Linked DNA regions of Neogale vison: region 1 is linked to region 2. A link is a contact called in public Hi-C data. All regions are on one chromosome and are shown on one strand. Each heading gives the region's core, a stretch centred on a gene start, on an enhancer-like site or on the middle of the called end of the contact. The rest is flanking DNA. Distances are from core to core; before and after follow the strand shown. Region 1 has its middle 63 kb from the start of ABCD3. Region 2 holds the start of ARHGAP29 (rho GTPase-activating protein 29).

The links. A called contact is a pair of places that touch in the nucleus more often than the background predicts.
Region 1: a Hi-C map of fibroblasts shows a contact between it and region 2, with 4 times the contacts expected there. The contact joins the enhancer-like site here to the promoter of ARHGAP29 in region 2. A contact is called at or near these places in 2 of 3 Hi-C or Micro-C datasets (fibroblasts and muscle).

The regions. Positions count from the first base shown.
Region 1 is chr2:80,630,763-80,635,281 of ASM_NN_V1, forward strand. No RefSeq gene overlaps it. Among named protein-coding and RNA genes, the nearest start is that of ABCD3, 63 kb to the right of the region's middle. Within about 2 kb of position 1,684, the one cell type or tissue checked has open chromatin away from gene starts, as enhancers often do. A contact at or near this core is called in fibroblasts, where this site is marked.
Region 2 is chr2:80,538,884-80,543,688 of ASM_NN_V1, forward strand. It overlaps ARHGAP29 (rho GTPase-activating protein 29), which reads right to left and starts at 3,281. Exons shown (of 23, transcript XM_044238717.1): 1 at 3,233-3,281.

The DNA.
Region 1 (4,519 bases), core at 434-2,933, 90 kb after region 2:
GCATCAAGAATCAAACTGACCCCGGGGGCACCTGGGTGGCTCAGTGGGTTAAGCCGCTTCCTCCGGCTCAGGTCATGATCTCAGGGTCCTGGGATGGAGTCCCGCGTCGGGCTCTATGCTCAGCGGGGAGCCTGCTTCCCTCTCTCTCTATCTCTCTCTGCCTGCCTCTCTGTCTACTTGTGATCTCTCTCTGTCAAATAAATAAATAAATAAAATATTTTAAAAAAAAAGAATCAAACTGACTGGCCAGGGCCATCTCTTACAAAGAGGCAACCTTTCTCTGCCTTACAGACTAGCTTTTAAGGGCAAACGCCATGTGGTTGGGCCTGGCCACGCACAGGTGGCCAATGAGATTGTAACACACAGAGAAAGCTGCACAATCATGCTAGGTCACACATGAGTGACCAATTGAATCAATTGAATTACAATTTACACTATAGTAGATATTTGAACTAGCCTATCACCTTGGTCAGAATTGGCACCCAAAAGGTGCCCAAAGGGCGGGGCCCATACTCCTTGGTACCTAGGGAGACAGTATGCATCCCCCCACTGATCTGGATGTCTCCACCTGGCCTGACCCACCCTTGTATTTGGGCTTTGTTACCTTGGACTGGTTTCCAGGACTTGTTTTTTTTAAGTCAGTCCCCTGGAGGGGGGGGGGGACAGGGACAGTTTAAGTTTTACTGTATAAACAACAAAGTCATTCAAAGTCATTGTTTAACTGGATGGAATCGCTCTAGCTAAATAGGCCCTTACAGTTTCCTACAATGTCACTTAAGGAGATTTAACTTAGGGCATCATAGTAAAGTGAAGTCCTCAAGAATACAGTTTCTCTTGAGGGAATGAACTGTTGTAGTTCAAATACGAAGTTCTTCAATTATCTGACTTGATCCAGGGATAAAGTCTAATATATCTGAAAGAAATGACAGATTGCTTCCTTCCATAGATGTTATTTTCTGCAACAAAGCTTTGATAAGAATCAAGCAGCAGAGAAGTCAAGGATAGATTGTGTGGCAGGGACCTAACGTGTCAAAACTTTGTGTTTCTGATTTGATGCTGGTATACACCAAAGAATTTGGCATTCATGTGTAAATAACGAGGGTTCCTAACCAGGTCCAGTATCTGCATAGACTACCTCTATAAAGAGTCAGACCAAGATGTACCCATGGGCCAGGGCCAGTTTTTCTTCAGAAAACAGACTTCATTTGCTCTAACACAGCACACGGACAGCCAAAGCCCCATGGAGCATGACTACCATGTGACATAAATAACAACCCTCCCACAAACATACATTCCACAGTTAAATATAAACTCAGTTTTCTGTTATCCTGTTTTGGTGTATTTATCCCATGCCTCCCCACCCATTAGTGCAGATAGTTGAGAACTGATCTTTAAAAACAAAATCAACCTGCAGAGAAAAAGTCATTTTGGATTCATGACTAGGGCCCTAGGCTGTGGGCTTCATGTTTGATTTGGCTGCTTCTCAATCCAGTCCTGTATAAGAGATAACCTCCTCCACCCCCCCACCCCCTCATATAGCTTCCTCTATCAGCAGGATGATTTTGTTTTTCAGAAAATATGTCCACTTGGTAAGCTGTCAAAATGAGTTGTACTCGAAGTATGCGTTATTCAGAGGGAGAGCATATTTTCAGCACTACTTGAAGTCTTCATTCCTGACAACACATTAAGAATTCAACACAGTAATCTTATTGTTTTAGCTGTTGCTTTTACCATTACTCATGCAACATGACTGGAAAAAAAACTAATGATGATTTTTCCCTCCCGCTGTATTTTGTGTGTGTGTGTGTGTGTGTGTGTGTTGTGTGTGTGAATTTTTTTAAACTTTTGGTTTGGGATGAATGCCCCTAACAATCCACCATCTGGTGTCCAAATATTTTTACAGACGTGAATCCAAATACCACAAAATCATTGCCACGGCTCAGGTTATGTGAGTCTTTTTCTGAGGCAGACTTTTTATTAAATGTGATTATTCTCGAACTCTGAGAATCTCAGCCAGGAACATTAAGATTTAGCCTTGATGACCAATATAAAAATAGATGGAAGGGAGAACTCCCCTGGAGCTAATCTCGAGACCAAAAAATGAACTTTTATTTTTGTTACCGTACACAGCAGTATACAGACTGAATCCAAGTGACAACGTCTGCTGCGGCATTCCTGCTCTAATCATCAGGAGCAGAGAAGATAAGGTGTGAGTAAGCTCTGTGGGAATCGAGTTTCAGCCCTGTCAGGTGTAATCAGAACCGTGGTCTTAAAACAAAGGCCTTCACTCCACCTCCTCGGTCAGAGGACAGTTCACTTCCCCATCCCCCCCAGACACTAAAAGGGAAAAGAAGGATCAAGTCTGTGTGTGAGAGCAAAATAAAACCAAACCGAACAACAATCACATGTCTGAGTGCTAGCTATCTCCTCCCTCTTCCCACCCTGGGATTAATGCGTCTACATTAAACATTGGATACCCCCCTTCTCTAATGTAATAATGATAATAATAGTTTTTAAAAATGAAGATTTCCTTCTTAGCCCTCTGTAAAGAAACTTGTTTTAGGGAGTCTGTGCATTATGAAGGAATTCTTAGGACACCACCATTTCCTTTTTCAGAAAAAAAAAAAAAAAAAGCGTATGTTTGCTCAAGATGTCGCCCAATTTTTTAGAGCACAGAGAAATTTGCTCTTGTCAGCGAACGTGCCACACAGAAAATTAGAATTTGTATGGCTACACTCCCTCGCAAAGTTAAAAATGAGGCCAAACAGAGCCCAAAGGATGATATATCCTCACGGCTTCGAGCTTTGCTAGTGAAAACAATCGGAATAGTCATGAAAATAATGGCAGAACTCAGCATGTCCATAGTTAGTGACGGGTAGAACTGTCCTAGAAAGACTAGATTTTGATGCTGCTGCTTTGGAAAGAAGGGGAGAGTTACCATTCCCATTTCAGTGACAGGCAAACTAAGGTATGGTGGCAATTAAGTAGCTGTGCTAGGGTCCCTGCAGGTCAGTGGGGACCTGGAGATAGGTCAGAAAGGGAGAGGAAGTGTAGACAGGGGTGATAAGGCTCTAACTAGAGGAAATTAAAACCCTGTAGTGTGGGAAAAGAACAATTAGCCGAGACAGAGGAGCAGGAAGGAATACCGAATGAATTACAATAAGAGGAAACGAGCCAGCAACAAAGGAGAAGGGATGGGAGGTGGGATGCGGCAGGCTAGGAGCTTGAGAGGAGTCAGGAGAAATGATTTAGGAAGGCTGGCTCTCTTTGCCTCTGTCAGGGCCTTATTGTTTGGTTGTAATTTAACCCCTTTAAACCTCAAATGTCACACTCTCAGGCAGCTATCTTTATTCATGAAGCTCTTCGAGACTGTTATGTGAATGTTATGAATTCCAGATGAGAATGACTTCATGATTAGTTTAGAAAAACCTGTCCTTCACCCCTAAAAAAGGGCAGAAGTCTAAGCTTGCATCAATAAGGAAAATCTTTCCATCAGAAACCCAAGAAACACTTAGAGCATGGTAGTATTAGCAAGAATGGATGGTTTAAGACCAAGAAGAAAACATTTGTGAAAATATTTTGTGAAAATGAGATTCTTTTTTTTTTCTTTTTAGTAAAAACACATAGAAGGGTTTAAAAGTAATTTCTATGACTATCCAAATTACCTAAGGAGAAGAAATTATTTATAATTAGTGAGAGGTCATGGGGAAAAGTACCGATGCTTTATGACAATAAGAATGTGCTTCTCTTTTAAGTCAATGTGTTTAGCATACATGATGATTGGCACAACTGAAAAAGATGTACTGTGAGCCCAAAACAAAATTATGTTTGACTCACTCCTAAAAATCAATTGGCAGAACGCTACAAGGAAGCACCATTTTAATCAGCCGAGAGGTTAATATCATGGGCGAAAGGCAAAGAGAAGGATGAGCTAACAGCTAGTCATTGAAGAGAAGGGAGAGTTGATTATAAAGTAGATGAGGATGCTAAATGGATTAGAAGAGCCAGCTACTATTACAAAGGGTTGATTGAAGGGGCAAAGTGGATAATGAGGCAAAGTAAGGATTCTTTAGAATCCTCTGTGTCCAGGAAATGAATTAACTGCTCAGAAAAACTACTAGATGAGGAAGGATCACATGAGAGTGACCAAAAGTGACCAGGAGAAAAACAGAAGGCTCTTGATTTATAAAATCAGCATACCTAAAAAGAAGATTTTTTTTTTTAAGGGGGATGGGAGGACTGAAACAATACTTAGAGGGTATAAAAGAAAACGGAGAAAATTTGAAGTAGACAGTGATGGACGAATGGCTTTCAAAAAAGCCACAGGATGAAAGATTCTTTAAATACCTTAAAAGTGACCGTGGGTGAGGGAGGACATTCGGGAACTTGAAGCATTGAACTCATTTTTATTTTAACTTATTTTAGTTTAGTGTTTTGATCTTATCTTCAGGAAGTCAATAAAATGTATGGACAGAAGAACGATGAATTAAGGACAATTGAGAATTTCCGTCCAATAACC
Region 2 (4,805 bases), core at 2,031-4,530:
AAGTTCAAATAGATGATTCATGTTTTCCTATCTAGATTATAATCCCAAGGAAATCAAGACCATGTCAGTTTGCTAACCATGTGTTCCCTGCTACAGCACAGTGCTTGGCACAGAAGGGAAGAACTACTCAAAACTATTTGCAGAGTAAATGAATCTACAGAATGAACACTAAGCTTACAAGGTTGTAAAGTTGCAATTAATGTTTACAGAAACAAAAAAGGTTAACTTTGGATTGTTGCTCTGTTTTAAATGGAAAATATATATGGGTTTTCAAGAAATCTGTCTATAAAACAATATAAAAGAAGAAAAAGAAAAAAACAAGTCTATAAAGATGATAAAGGCAAGACTGCATAAAACTGGAATCAAAGTTGGATTTCTGTTCTTGTTTCTCTACTTCTGACAAGACTTCTCTACTTCTCCAATAGCTTTCAGTGCTGCTTTATTAAATATTTTTGTTAATCACAAATTATTTCTGAAAATGTAATTTCTACATTTAAGCTAGTTCCAAACCTATCTAACATTAATCCTTAAATATGTAGATAAGTTCTAAAATGAGCCCAGGACAATTTTTTAGTACAATTATTATACCTAAGTCTCCCCACCAACAATAAAAACAAAACACTAAACTTATTTGGGCAGTTCTTTTACAAATCACTCATTGAGAAGACTATTCCTAACTTAACACTTTTGCAGCTTAATTAAAGTCACTCTGATTAATTTTGACAGCTTTTAGTTTAGTAAATTAGATCACTGGTCACTGTCACTGGAAAAAAGATGGTTATTAAAAATGTGTATCATAAGTTTCAAATAAAACAATTCACTTATCTAAGCAATTCACCTATTTTACCATCTTCATAGTGTCAAATTAGTAACCCAAAGTTGTAACAAGTATTTCAAAAATGCCTAAACATTTTTACTCAAGACTAAGAAAATCTATAAGCAAACAAAACGTGAACAGTGGTGGGGGGGGGAACTAGAAAGGATTATACTCTATCTCTAGTCTGCATTATTGTGAGTAATGTACTAACTTTGTTATATATACTTAACTATTTTTCCTACTGGAAATGAAAAAGGAAACACGACAGCTGAAAAAAATTTTAAATAACAAAATTAATCCAAGTTTTCAAAAAACTGAACTATAATAGAGGAAAATTTGGAGAATATACACTTTCCCAGATCATCCACACTACCTTCCTGTGTCCCAAACTCTAGTTGGTGTTAATGTAAAATGTAGTTACTAACATATTGCAACTGGCAATTTAATTAAATGAGGTAATAATATGGAAAGCACTTAACATTGTGCCTGGTTCGTTATGAAGACTCAGTAACTTAACCATTATATTAGCTGTGCTTTACTGTGAGAGATTGTTTTTTGTTAAATACACTTAGGTAATGAACAAGATGTGGCTATACCACAATATATCTGTAGATTGTGAGCAAGAAATACAACACTGGAAACAATTCCAGAAACTTAGCTGGCTTCATGGAAACCTACTAAATGGCTTCCAAGTGAAGTTTGAACCATGCAAACAGATCATTGAGCAAAATATTTGTGAAACTCTCCAAAATCTCATGCATCTCTTCCAACTCCAAACCATCAACATTAAAAATGTGTTTTATCCACTTAGCAAAGAACTTTGTAGGTAAAAGAATATTACTACACAAAACTACTTTCTCTATATGTTTTTAATTCTAAGTAATATGTGCATTAGAAATGTGAACACTAACTTCCCAATACTCTGTAACGTGACTCTCCCAAGACTTGAGTAGCCTGTGTTAATCAAACGTCCCATGCTACATGCATATCCTCCCCCAAACACATCATTATATAAGTACTTTCATTTTAGGCACTAGGCTAATTAAAGTTTTTAAAACTGCCCCAGATATCTACTTAATAGTTCCCATCTAACTATTCCTACCTCAAGAAAAATTGCCAGATATTTCAGAAATCTATTTCAGCACAATTTCTGATTTGGTAAGAATCTACTTAAAGACTCTTTTAAAAAATCAGAAAAATTAATCCTGGAGGTCTTTGATTATAGTTTTGTAAAGCTCTCCCTACAAAAACAGCACACGGGCAAGTCAAAAAGTTTTATCAATAATATGCAAATAATTGTAATTTCTAAAGAAAGGCACGCAGTGCACATACACTTCATTCCTGTGCACTTAGAACCTAGCACGTTTAAAAAAGAGGAAGCTGCCCAACCTCCCACGCCTCCAGAATGTCTAGCATTCCTGGCAGGCAGGGCTCTCTCTTGACCAGCCAAAACTACCCCATGCCAAAGAGCACGCTCCCCATCCCCGTATTTAAATACCGAGTAGGGAAACGGAGCAACCAAAAAGGGCAGCGTACATGGATAGTGCCAGAGGAGTGATACGGTCACCAAGACAGGTGGAAAAAGGGGAACGGGCGCCCAGCTCCTGCCTTTAGCAGCTAACAGTCCTGCCCGCCCCCCAACAAAGGGTGCGAGGCCAATTCCTTCTTGCCAAAGAGAGTAGAATAAGATTAACATGGAGACAAGAGGCTCAGTCACTAGGGTTCTTGAGCTCACCCATTAAAATGAAATCTAACAGTCAAGCCCCAAACACATCCACCACGCAATTGGGAAAACCAGTGACACTGAGGCCTCGGAACGAAAGAGCTCCTCCTCAGCCCAAAAGAGAGAGGCGAGGAGAACAACGCACCACGGAAATTCTAAAACGTCTCCGGAATGGAACCCAGCTGAAGTGAAGACTGCAGTCAGGACAGGTGGGAGTGGGGCGGGTCAGAGCTAAGACTGGACTCGCTAGCGGTCAAGAGCACACAGGAGCCTCAGTTTAAACCCGAACTCTGACAATTACCTGCCTGTGTGCTCCAGCAGGTTAACCTCATCTTCCCCGTGTAAAAAATAACTTAAATAATCACGGACCCGTTGCGAGGGTTAAAGAAGTTAAAATGTGGAGCAGTTTTAGAACAGTACGTGGACGGTGGGACTTGTTACTTGTTTGCTTTAATTTTAATCGTCATTTGTTTGGGGAAGGCGCTCGCGGCCGCCAGGCGCGCAGTTCGCCCCCTCAGACCGCTCCCGGACCACCAGGAGCACGGAGGACAGGAGCCCGACCCCCAGCGCAGCCCGCCGCCGCCCCGGCTCGGGGTCGCCGCATGGGCCACCCACACCCTAGACCGCAACCCGCCCGCCGAACCGCGGACCACCCCAGCCCCGAGCCCCAGCCGCCGCAGCCCCACACTCACCGCGGCGCTCCATCCTGCGTCCCGGACGCGGACGCCCGCCCAACACTCACGGCCGCGGCCGCCTCTGCCGAGGGCTGGAGCTCGCCGCCCCCATCCCCCACGACCCGCGGACGCCGGGTCAAGCCGCCACCGCCACCACCGCCGCCGCCCCAGCAGCTCCGGCCACCACCGCGCCGCCCCGTTCGCTCCGCCCCCCGGCCTCGCGCCTCCCGCCCGGCCGCGGCCCGCCCCCTGGGGCCCAGCCCATTGGCCCGCGCGCCCGAGCGGGGCGGGGCTCCGGCCTCAGGCCGCAGGTGGGGGCGGCTGCCGGCTCCAACACGCGGAGCGCGGGTTGTCAGAGGCACTCCAGCGGGCAGGCTGTCCCCAACATTGCAGGACGTGTTAGCCACAGTGTGGGGCTCGAGGCACGACAGGCGGAGCCAACCTCAGGCACGAATCGCCTGATGACTTCATCTGGCTAACAGAGGTTTCTCAAATGAGCAATCTACATTTCTTATGAGGTACTTCTTTTGATCACCTGTTCCTCCCTCATCAAGGCCTTTAAGAAAACAAAAACAAAAACAAAAACAAGACCTCATACCGGCAAAGTGTAACACAGGCCTGGCTCAACTTCCCTCTGTAGCGGGTAGTATTTCCCACTTAGACCTATATTACTTTCTTAAGCTTCTCTCTCAAAACTCACTCAGAATGAGAAAAATGTCTGAGAAGGATGGAACAATTAAGGAAAGCATCAGGGGCCCAAAGCACGTAAGCCTCCATATCATACTACACACTGGAACAAGCAACGTCCTTTGTGTCTGTGTTGGAACACTGAGAAAAACCTGATGGAGAAACAGAGGGCACATGGGGCAGGAGACTGTGGGTAATGGTGAAGACAGAAAAATTATCACCATGAGAGAAAGCAGAAAAAGACACAGGAGAGTGTGAAGAGGAAAAGGAGAAAGAGAATAGGGGTGCAGACATAGCAGGAGGCAAAATCAAGGAAGGCAGAAAAAGGTGATGACAGAGAAAACAGGAATGAGAAATAAAAAGAGAGAAGGGAGAGACTACCTACTTACAGAAAAAAATAATGAGCCTGATAAAGCCAACAAGTAGTGAGAAAAGGAGAAACTAATTGACAAAGAGAAGAGGAACATCTTTGAATCCTTACATGAAAAACAATGTTAGTGAAATAAAACAAATGTGGTCCCTCAGATGCTACTTGGGAAAGATAAATATGAAAATGCTCAGCTACTTGGCTACTTGAGCTGCAAACTGGATTTTTCAAACTCAACCTATACACATTTACCCCTTCAAACCCCAAAAACAACAGTACCAAGGACATGTCACAGATACTCCGGAAATGTCAAAACCAAACTATCCTTCTAAGCATACCTAAAAAGAAAAATGCACCATCGCAGAAGTTGATGCCTTACACAGGAACAAAATAGTAAGAGGAGAGGTCAGGAGTCCCCAGGCCAAAAGGGGACTGAATGAAGCAGTGCAACCCTGATTAAATCATAAGACTTTGGAGAAGAAATGTGAGGTACTCATGCAACCTCAAACATCCCCTTACATCTATTTTAAATGATAT